Regions from separate parts of the Mus musculus genome. Here region 1 is linked to region 2. The links are chromatin contacts, called in public Hi-C maps. All regions are on one chromosome and are shown on one strand. Each heading gives the region's core, a stretch centred on a gene start, on an enhancer-like site or on the middle of the called end of the contact. The rest is flanking DNA. Distances are from core to core; before and after follow the strand shown. Region 1 has its middle 21 kb from the start of Uso1. Region 2 has its middle 21 kb from the start of Gm19619.

What was found. A called contact is a pair of places that touch in the nucleus more often than the background predicts.
Region 1: a contact with region 2 is called in a Hi-C map of the N1E-115 cell line, with 12 times the contacts expected there. The contact joins two enhancer-like sites. A contact is called at or near these places in 1 of 15 datasets of contacts at CTCF or cohesin (pro-B cells), 4 of 484 Hi-C or Micro-C datasets (the G1E-ER4 cell line, the N1E-115 cell line, the STO cell line and 1 more) and 1 of 115 datasets of contacts at active chromatin or transcription factors (the NIH/3T3 cell line).

What each region holds. Positions count from the first base shown.
Region 1 is chr5:92,114,303-92,119,279 of GRCm38.p6, reverse strand. It overlaps a transcript of G3bp2 not described here. Among named protein-coding and RNA genes, the nearest start is that of Uso1, 21 kb to the left of the region's middle. Within about 2 kb of position 1,304, at least 76 of the 459 cell types and tissues checked have an H3K27ac peak or open chromatin away from gene starts, as enhancers often do. A contact at or near this core is called in the N1E-115 cell line, where this site is marked.
Region 2 is chr5:91,301,681-91,306,431 of GRCm38.p6, reverse strand. No RefSeq gene overlaps it. Among named protein-coding and RNA genes, the nearest start is that of Gm19619, 21 kb to the right of the region's middle. Within about 2 kb of position 2,936, at least 26 of the 459 cell types and tissues checked have an H3K27ac peak or open chromatin away from gene starts, as enhancers often do. A contact at or near this core is called in the N1E-115 cell line, where this site is marked.

The DNA.
Region 1 (4,977 bases), core at 55-2,554, 810 kb before region 2:
CACTGTGGTCCAGCCTGGATGGGAATTCTTTTGTAGGCCTTAAGATTGTGATAATCCTCATGTGTCAGCTTCCTAAGTGCTGGAATGATAATTATGAGCCACTATGTCTGGCTTCATCTTTGACATGTTGTTTTCTGGGAACTGAGGATCAAACATGTGCTTCCCACATCCCAGGCAATTACTATACCAGTGAGCTGTGTCTGTAGCCCTCAGCCCTTTTCATGGAGAAGGAAATGATTGAAGAAGGGCAGTAAGTAACTGTGACAGGTGACAGAGCACAAGGACCAAGGTTTGATGGGGGATTTCTCCATCTGGCCTGCACCCTGTTCCCCACCCCCTTGCTTTTCCACTTCAGCCTCTAGTTATTGGCTGCTTCCAATGACCATCTTCACTTCACTTACTTTCCCAGCTAAACTATCATCTTTGTGAAATGGGAGAACTAACCAGTAGGATCAGGGATCCACCTAGACAGAGAATTTCCTCAGTTGTCTCTATAGTGTCTCAGAGCTAAGTGACCATGCCAGAACCCTTGGGAACAAGGAGAGATTGAGACTGACTTCCTGCCCTCTTGGTCTCTCAAGTTGGGTTTTCCAGTGGCCTAAAGCTTAGCCCAGACCAGCTCTTTTGAGCTGTCATTCATATAAGCTGTCTTAAAAGAGAAGTAGCAGGCTGTGCATCACACTTAGCCCAAGGCCAGCATATGCTGAGATGTTCAATACAGCTTTGCTTTTACTTTCCCATACAGACTACCTCAGCTACTTTTAGCTTAAAACTGAAGCCAGAGGTCATCAGAGCTGATTTGTTTTTTCCTCAAGTTCGAATCCAGGGTGAGGTGACAGAACTGCAGTACATTGTGACTAATAGGTTGGAAGCCCATGGGACAGATGACACTGACAAAAGAAAGAGTGAACAGTAAAAAGGAACCTTCACATTTTAAATAAAAATGAAACGACACGCTTCAACTTTGTAGAAATGATTCCCACAGTCTGTGCTTGTGTCCACCCGAGCATGCCCAATCACATATGATCTTGGAAGCTAGGCAGGCTCCGGCTTAGTTAGTACTAGGATGGGAGACCATCCCCATGGAGGGCATAACCTGGACCATAATATTAAGTGATTCCATTCTGGCAGATGTCTGTTCCCTCTCCTGCCATTTGTCTTACGTTGACTGCTGCTCTTTCATGTTGGCCTCTGGGAGGCACTGTTTCCCCTCTAAATGTGGACCAGAAGGCAAGACTCAGCAATCACAGTGCTGGGCTCTGGCTGCTAGACTTGAACCAGAGCAGCTGTGAATGACGTCACTGTTGGTCATCTGCTGTACACGCCAGGTTCATCTTCGGCTTGCGAGGAGTGTCTCTTGTTGACCGTTACTGGACTTTGTGAAGACTGGCTTTTTATTCCTGTCATGTAAAAGTCATTTGCCAGCCGTGTTGCTAAGGGCTGTCGTAAAATTTCTCAACCAAGTCCAGAGAGGGAGATAGCTAGTGTTCTAGCTTGCTTTTCCATTGCTGTAATCAGCACCTTGACTTCTGAGGGAAGCCAAGGCAGGAGAACCTGGAGGCCGGAACTGAAATACAAACCTGTGTACTGGTCTTTCCCCTCTGGCTTGCTCAGTTCATACCTTTCTTATATAACCCAAGCCCACCTGCCCAAAGATGTTACTGTCTCTGGTGGTCTGGGCTCTTCTACGGGGATTAGCAATTAAGCAAATGTCCCACAGACATGCTCACAGGCCAGTAATTTTAAAATTGAGTTTCTCTTTTGCAGGGTATGGCTAAATTTGGGTCAAATTGATAAAAACTGTCTATAACAGGTAGATAGCTGATTCCTCAAGACTCAGCCAAGGGACAAGGCACGGGAAACAGTCTTCACGGCCTTCCCAAGGGTTCCAGGGCCTTTAGTGTTTTGGTTTGAAGTAGAAAGGGATGCTTTCTTCCTTTCAGGGAAACTGTGGCAGTCCTGACCCCTCAGTAAATGAGGCTTGGCTTGCGTATACATTCGAATTTACTATGAAGTAAATTTGTATCTCACTCATACACTTGCTGGAAAGCAGCCAGTAGTCGCAGTAAAATTCAATTAGCTAATTCGTTAAATTAGAATGTTTACATTTTTATTTTCAAGATTCAGCATTTAGTGTAGGATCCCAGATCTTCCTTCACTCAACTCAGTTGTGCTCCGAACAAATTCGGATTTAACGGATGTTTGGCAGGACTAAGGCCCAATCTTCCGTTTTAAAAACTTGGTTCATTAAACCTTAGTTTATAATGAATCCTAACACTAATGAATCTTTATAAAGAAGCTAGGAAAGGCTTCTCATTCGTCGGTTTCCTAATGGCTTTCTTTGATCTAACCTGTGTCAATGTGTTGTTTCTTCTGGGATCAGAGTCTGTATCATTGTGTCTGTCTTTTATTACATTTTTCTCCAATAAAAAGTTATACTTAGTTACTGGGCTTTTGTTAAGTCTTTATTTGTGTGTGTGGTCTGTGTGTACGTATTAGCGTGGGTGTTTACACATGCTAAAGGTAGACTTAGGTTATCTTTTAACCTGTTGCTTTCTACTGATTTCTTTGTTTGTTTGTTTGTTTGGTTGGTTGTTTTTTGAGAAAGGGTTTCTCTGTGTAGCCCTGGCTGCCCTGGAACTCACTCTGTAGACCAGGCTGGCCCTTGAACTCAGAGATCCGCCTTGCTCTGCCTTCCAAGTGCTGGGATTAAAGGTGTGCGCCACCACTGCCCGGCTCTGCTTATTTCCTAATTTTAATTTTACTTTTATGTGTATGGGTGTTTACTGTGCACTTCTGTCTGTGTACTGCATTCGTGCTTGGTGCCCTCAGAGGCCAAAAGAGGCCAGTGGATCTCTTGAAACTGGAATTACACATGTTTTGGGGCTACTGTTGTAGGTGCTAGGAATAGAACCCTGAGCTATTTGGAAGCTTAGACATCTCTCCTCCTCCTCCTCCTCTTTCTCTTCCTTCACCTCTCCTTCCACCACTTCTACCCCAGGCCTGGGGCTGCTGGAGCAGGCGCCAAGGTTTCTGTGGGTCCTGGGGATCTGAACTCACATCATCACACTTGCCAGCCAGGCAGGCGCCTTACCTACTGAGCCATCCTCCCCAGCCCTGTCATTCACTCTAATTGTTGAGGTCCTTTACTCTTCCCGGGCATGCATATTGGTCCTTGTAAGTCTTGTTTGCTCTTCATGACCTAACATGGACTTTCAGTAGAGGTCATCTTTGACATGTTCTAGACCCTAAACATTGCTAATACATAAAGTAACCCTCACAACCATACTGCAGAGAGTCACTATTACAGCATCACTCAGCAGCAAGTGGCAGAATTTGGAGTTGAAACTCAGTCCATCTTGAGCCCATAATATATAATAAAGAACATGTAGGGGCTGGAGAGATGGCTCAGCAGTTAAGAGCACTGACTGTTCTTCCAGAGGTCATTAGTTCAATTCCCAGCAACCACATGGTAGCTCACAACCATCTGTAATGAGATCTGGTGCCCTCTTCTGGTGTGTCTGAAGACAGCTATAGTGTACTTATATAGAATAAATAAGTAAATCTTTAATAATTAATAATGTCCCAGTGCCCAAGTGAATTAGGACTGCTAACATTCAAGTGTAAGAGTTGTCCAAGCTGGGCGTGGTGGCACATGCCTTTAATCCCAGCACTTGGGAGGCAGAGGCAGGCAAATTTCTGAGTTCGAGGCCAGCCTGGTCTACAAAGTGAGTTCCAGGACAGCCAGGGCTATACAGAGAAAACCTGTCTCGAAAAACCAAAAAAAAATTTAAAAAATTAAAAAACAACAACAACAACAAAAAACCAAACTGGCCTTTTAGACATGTAGAAATAGCTTAGTTGGCTGGAGAGATGGCTCAGAGGTTAAGAGCAGTAACTGCTCGTCCAAAGGTCCTAAGTTCAAATCCCAGCAACCACAAGATGACTCACAACCACCTGTAATGAGATCTGATGCACTCTTCTGGTGCATCTGAAGACAGCTACAATGTACTTACATATAATAAATAAATAAATCTTAAAAAAAAAAGAAAGAAATAGCTTAGTGAGAACCCCTCTATACCCAAGGCTGCTCCTGATAACCAGAACTACACACTGAAGATAACCAGACGTAGTCCTAGAACCTCATGACATCCACTGGACAGTGTAAGCAGAGACTAAGAGCAGTGCTCTGTTCTGCACATCTAGAGAGATGCTACCTTGATCTGCCCTGCAGCTGGAGAGCCTCTCCCAGGATCCTGATCCTCAAGTCAGAGTCTACTCTTATCGACTGTACTTGACATCTAGCTAAGATGCATCAAACAAGAGAGCAGCCTTGGGGAAGTAGGTTTAGGACTGAAGTTAGGAATTTAGCCTGTGAATCTTGTGTGAACCCTCAGCATAATAAAATACAACTTCTGTTTTACTAACTACATGTATCTACCTTCCTGATTTTGTGACAGTTGGTACAGTCTAGTCAGCAGGATCTTAGATGATCCTTAGAAAAGATGAAACTAAGGTGGCATCTTGCTATTCCTAAGGGCCCAAACTGGCTCCAGAGATAAGGGCGAATCCCCGACTTCAGGACTTCCTCCACAAAGCCACAGGCTTTTGCCTTAAGATTGGGTAGCCCAGAGCTGGTCGCAGGAAGGAAAGAACCAGAACCCTGAGGAAGAATCACTGTGGCAGGAACTAACGCCCGTGGGCTTCTGCCTTAAGATGTGGTAGTAGTGGAAGCAGTTCACTCGGAGTTACGTGAGGGACTGGATAGCCAGGGGACTAGTAAGCAGGGCAGATCGACGTGGTGTCTGTCCAGATGTGCAGAGCAGAGCACTGCTCTTGGTCTCTGCATATATACATATATACTGTCCAGTAGGCATCTGGGGTATTAGGACTGTGTCTGATTATCTTCAGTGAGTGATGTGACTTGGTTCTGGTTATCAGTCAGGTGCAGCCTTGGGTGTAGTAGGGACCCTCACT
Region 2 (4,751 bases), core at 1,687-4,186:
TGGACTTGAAGTTGTGGATTAGGGATTTATCTTTCTACTGTGTCATATACAACCTTTAGGAAATGCATCTAATTCTTGTTCTTTTTAAACAATTTAAAGATAACGTTCAAGGCAAGCCCATGCTCTGAACTTCTCTGTACCCACCAGGACTTGCTTTCTCATCATTTTTCCTCTATCCCAAGTGCTGATGTATATCTGTAAGACAGTGGTGACTCAGGACTAAGCTAATATGCCTAAAAGGAAGGCAGAAGGGTGAATAATTGAACTACATTGGAAAAAAGACTAAATTGACTTTTAGAAATGCTTTTCTATGTGTATGGAGTTAGAGTGTTTGTGCATGTGGGAACACAAGAGCCCACACCTGCACACGTGTGGAGGACAGGGTAAGGTATGGGATTCTCTCTATTTCTCTCTGCAAAGCTTCATCTCTCTTCCTGCCTTCCTCTCCCTAGGTGCTGGGATTATAGCAGAACATAGCCATGCCTGGGTTTTGACGTGGCTGGCTACTGGGGATGGGAACATAGGTCCTCATGCACGTGCAGCAAGCACTCTCACCCCTGAACCATCTTCCAATCCCTGTCAATGTTTGCATTAGTATCTATTAATGATGCGTTAAAATGAGTTTCATTATGATGTATTTATACATGTATGTAATTTATTTTGATCAAGTCTGTCCCAGCTTCTCTCTCTTATTCCTGACTGTGTCTGTCGCTCCTCCTTCTTCCCAAGCAGGTGCCCCCCATCTTTCCTGTCTTCTTTGCATGCTTTATTAGGATGGTTTATCAGAGCATGGGTGATGCTTGATTTTCAGGAACCTAGACAACTTCCTGTGACTACACCACTGAAGAAAATATTCTTTTCTCTGTATCAACCATTGACCATGATGAATCCTCAGGAGCAGGTGAGGCCCTGTCAGCCCTTACCTCTTCCAAGACAAACTGCTAACAGGCTCCATCTTGGGCCGATCTTACACAGGCAATTGCAGTTGAGATGGGCCTGGAGAGATGATCCAGCAGTTTCCAGCAGTAAAAAACAGCCACTAGCGTACAGAAAATCCAACTTCGGTTCTTTGCACCCATGTTGGCTGAGTTGCATCCACCTATAACTCCAGCTCCAGTGTCCAAAGCACTCTTCTGGCCTTTGTAAGAACCTGCATTCACATACTCACACCCATATACCCTGATACACATAATTAAAAATAATATAAATCTTCTAAAAAGTAGGGCAAAAGTCACGTCCTGAGCAGAAGTCAGAATTCCATAAACCCCTCTGCTCTTTCATTCGTTCAGCTCATTCTGTAATATTCTCTGAGCCTTGTTGGGGGTTGTACAGTTGCTCCTTTTTTGTCTAGACATCCAATAATCATTTATTCCCAGTACTTTGGCCACTTACGGATCTTTGCAATCATCACTGAGCACGACAAAGAGAAGTTTCTCTGACAAAAGCTGACAGCAGTACTCACCTGTGAGCCTGCACAGTTATTTAGAGGGCAGATTAACAGACATGTCATGTCCGTCTAGCAAAAGGTAAGGCTGTAGCTTCCCCTGTAGTGTCTGTGTCCTCATCAGCATTTAATTAGGTTTATAGTTCTATGTGTGCATTCCCTCTAGAGGAACAGGAATCAAATCCAATTACAAAGTGGATGGCGGGGAGGGTATGGGGGACTTTTGGGATAGCATTGGAAATGTAATTGAGGAAAATACATAATAATAAAAAAAAGAAAGTGGATGGCTTTTCACTATAACAGGGATCCCATTATTGTGCCAATGTGTATGGTTGCAAACAGGGTCCACAGCAAAGTTAAGTCTGTTGATATTTGTTCTCCCCAGCAGCCAGTATAGCACCGTCTGGAACTATCTAAGCTAGCCAGCAAGAAGGAGGCTCCCAGACAAATAGAGGTTGATATTTCTATATCCCTTGACCAAGCAAGGCATTTTGCCTCTTCAATATTAGGTTCTTAGTGTCTCTTCTGATGATCATCTAACAGCAATGGCAATTGATTGTATTGTTTGTGTAACTCAATGGCCTCCCTGGCTAACAACTCACAAGGACCCAGACACTGGTAAACTCCTTTAGTAACCTATGACTTTGGGAAAAACTTTATCTACCCATGGGGTACCTCTCTTCAAACTCTCATTTTAAAATATCTTTATCATTATCTTTATTGAGTATCACATTTCCTCATGGGTTTTTCCAGACATAAACAGATTTAAAACACACACACACACACACACACACACACACACACACACACACACACACAAACACACACACACACACATGAGAACAGTCATTGTCTCCGAGCAGAGTGAGAGAGCGACGTTGAGTTGAGTTGGACCTCTGCCCAATGGGGCTATGCAGAGAGAAAGCAGGGTCTGTAGCTGAGCGGAGTCACACCCAGAATGAGATCTGGAGTGACTAGTTCAGTGGCCAACAGGCTTGCAAGCTTTCAACAGTGTCAGTCATTGTAGCATTTAGTGAATGGGTAAGTTCAAGGGCAGAGGGCCACTCACTACCTGAGGGGTGATCTAAGAGGGCGGGGAGAGAGTTAACTTCTCTTCTGGAAAGTCTGAGAAAGGGAAGAACCATGGAAGAGGGCGGGGCCAGGGAGCTGTAAGGATGGCAAGTGCCCGGGCATTGCTGGGAGGTGAACCTGTTTGAACCAGAAGGCCTGGGTGTGAACAGGAAGACAACTGGGGGCGGGAGGGGGGGTGTCATCCAAATGTGGCTCAGGGATAGAGAGACTCACCTTCCTCAGGGACCGGGGAGGAGAGAAAGGAAAGAATCAAGAAGTTGTAGCTGGGCATTTATAGGCCGCAGGGCAGGGTATAATTCCCCAAAGCCTGTTATTTCTTTAGTAAAAATGATGTTAGGTTGTGTGGGGAGCAGAGGGGAGGAGAGGTTGAGTTGGAGATCTGCCCTCCCCCAGAACATTAGCATGACCTCTGAAGATGAATGTTACTGCTGAGGTCCCTCCGCTGACTAATGCCCAGCAGATGAGGAGATAGTATTTCTGTTGACAATTACACTCTCAACCTAATGACTTGCCTTTTTTGATGATTTCTGCCTTCGTCACAGGCTGTTAACAAGCACTAAATTGTGCGTGGGCTTAACTCTCATGTCCAAGGCTTATTATATTAATATTCTTTTGCTGTTTTAACTTCCTAATATGAAAGCATAATAAACAACGTTGCCGAGAACAGCTCAGCATCTGGTGTCCACCAAGGAGTCACGGATGCTCATGAGTCAGCGGGTGCATCTCACCCGTCAGGAGAGCAGGGCTACTTATCTATATTGCTTCATCTTCTGTTAATGGAAAGGCAGCAATGTGCAGACATTCATTCAGGAAGCATCAGCTCGTCTCTTGGGCTATGTCAGGTACTCTGGCTGTGGGCGAGGATTTGATGACGGGAGGCACAGTCCTCAGGACTGATGACTGAATGCTTTTCTAGAAGTGAACCCAGGAATTTACTCAATATAGCTGCAGATTTTCCAACATTACAGCTAAAGTCAGTTGTAGCACGTGACCCATGTGAAATACGGTTTGAGTGTCAGAATGTGTTTTCCAGTACTCAATTGAAAGTCTGGGAGCTGTGTGTTTTTTAATGAGTTATCAAACTGCATTTATCCCTTAGAAGTCAAAGAGAAAGAATAGCTTCCTGCCTGTTACTTTATTTCCCACTCTGCCTTGCATAGATCTGCATTGCCTCCTACCCGACTCCCATCCCCATCCCCCATCCCCCATCCCCACCCCCACCCAGGCCTCCATGGGGATGGCAACAATGGCAGTGGGGCATGGCCATTGCCCAGGCTGCTTGCTACCTTTGTTCTGCATGCATTTCAATTTCTAATTCCCTCCAATAAAAGGTGATTTGTTTGCAAAAAATTTAAAAAAATGTTTATAAAATTTTTTTTGAAAAACCTCAAGGATGTAAGGGAATAGATTTGCTAATATCTTCTTTATTTTTGATATAGAGTTAGCTGGTAGGCACCATTCATTGTCCCATTCACCCCCCTCCGGGTGGAAGGAAGTTGCACTGACTGTGGTTTCAGGGGGACATTTCTAGTTTCCTTGTTTCCCTTTCCCATTCTTCCCTCCCTATTTCCTTCTCTCCACCCTGCCCTTCTCACTTCCCCTTTTCCTTCCCTAGCCTCTCAGTCCACTAATGCTTACTGAGCACTATTGTTTTGCGGCGGGCTCTGTGGGTGCACAGTGGAATTAGAGAGATAGCAAGGCAGGCACACACACACACACACACACACACACACACACACACACGCGCACGCGCACGCGCACGCGCACGCGCACGCGCACGCGCCAGTCACACTGAGGTGTGTTAGGTTAGCGCATGTAGCAAGGGACAGAACTGCTTGGGAGAAAGGCTCCACAACAGCCTGGAAGTGGAGTAAGGGCTTCACTTAGCTGAACAGGGAAAAAAGCAAGCATAGCCTAGTCCAATGAAACTGGGCAGAAAGAAGGGAGCAAGTGCGCCTTTAGATTTAGAGGTTTGGGTTAGACCTTTGCTATACAGGACATGGATTAAAGGATCATAGTCATTCATCTATCATCCTCTGCAAAGGACCAAGAAAACAGATCTCTGCTGCTCTTTGAAGCTGGCTTTTCCCTTCGGTCAGCCAGATCTGAGGCAGGAGTTCTGTAGTGTCACCGGGTCACATTCGCTTAGTTTGTGATGTGAGATACAAGACATAATCCCTTTCACGCTGCCACTACACCTCCCCCTTACACACAT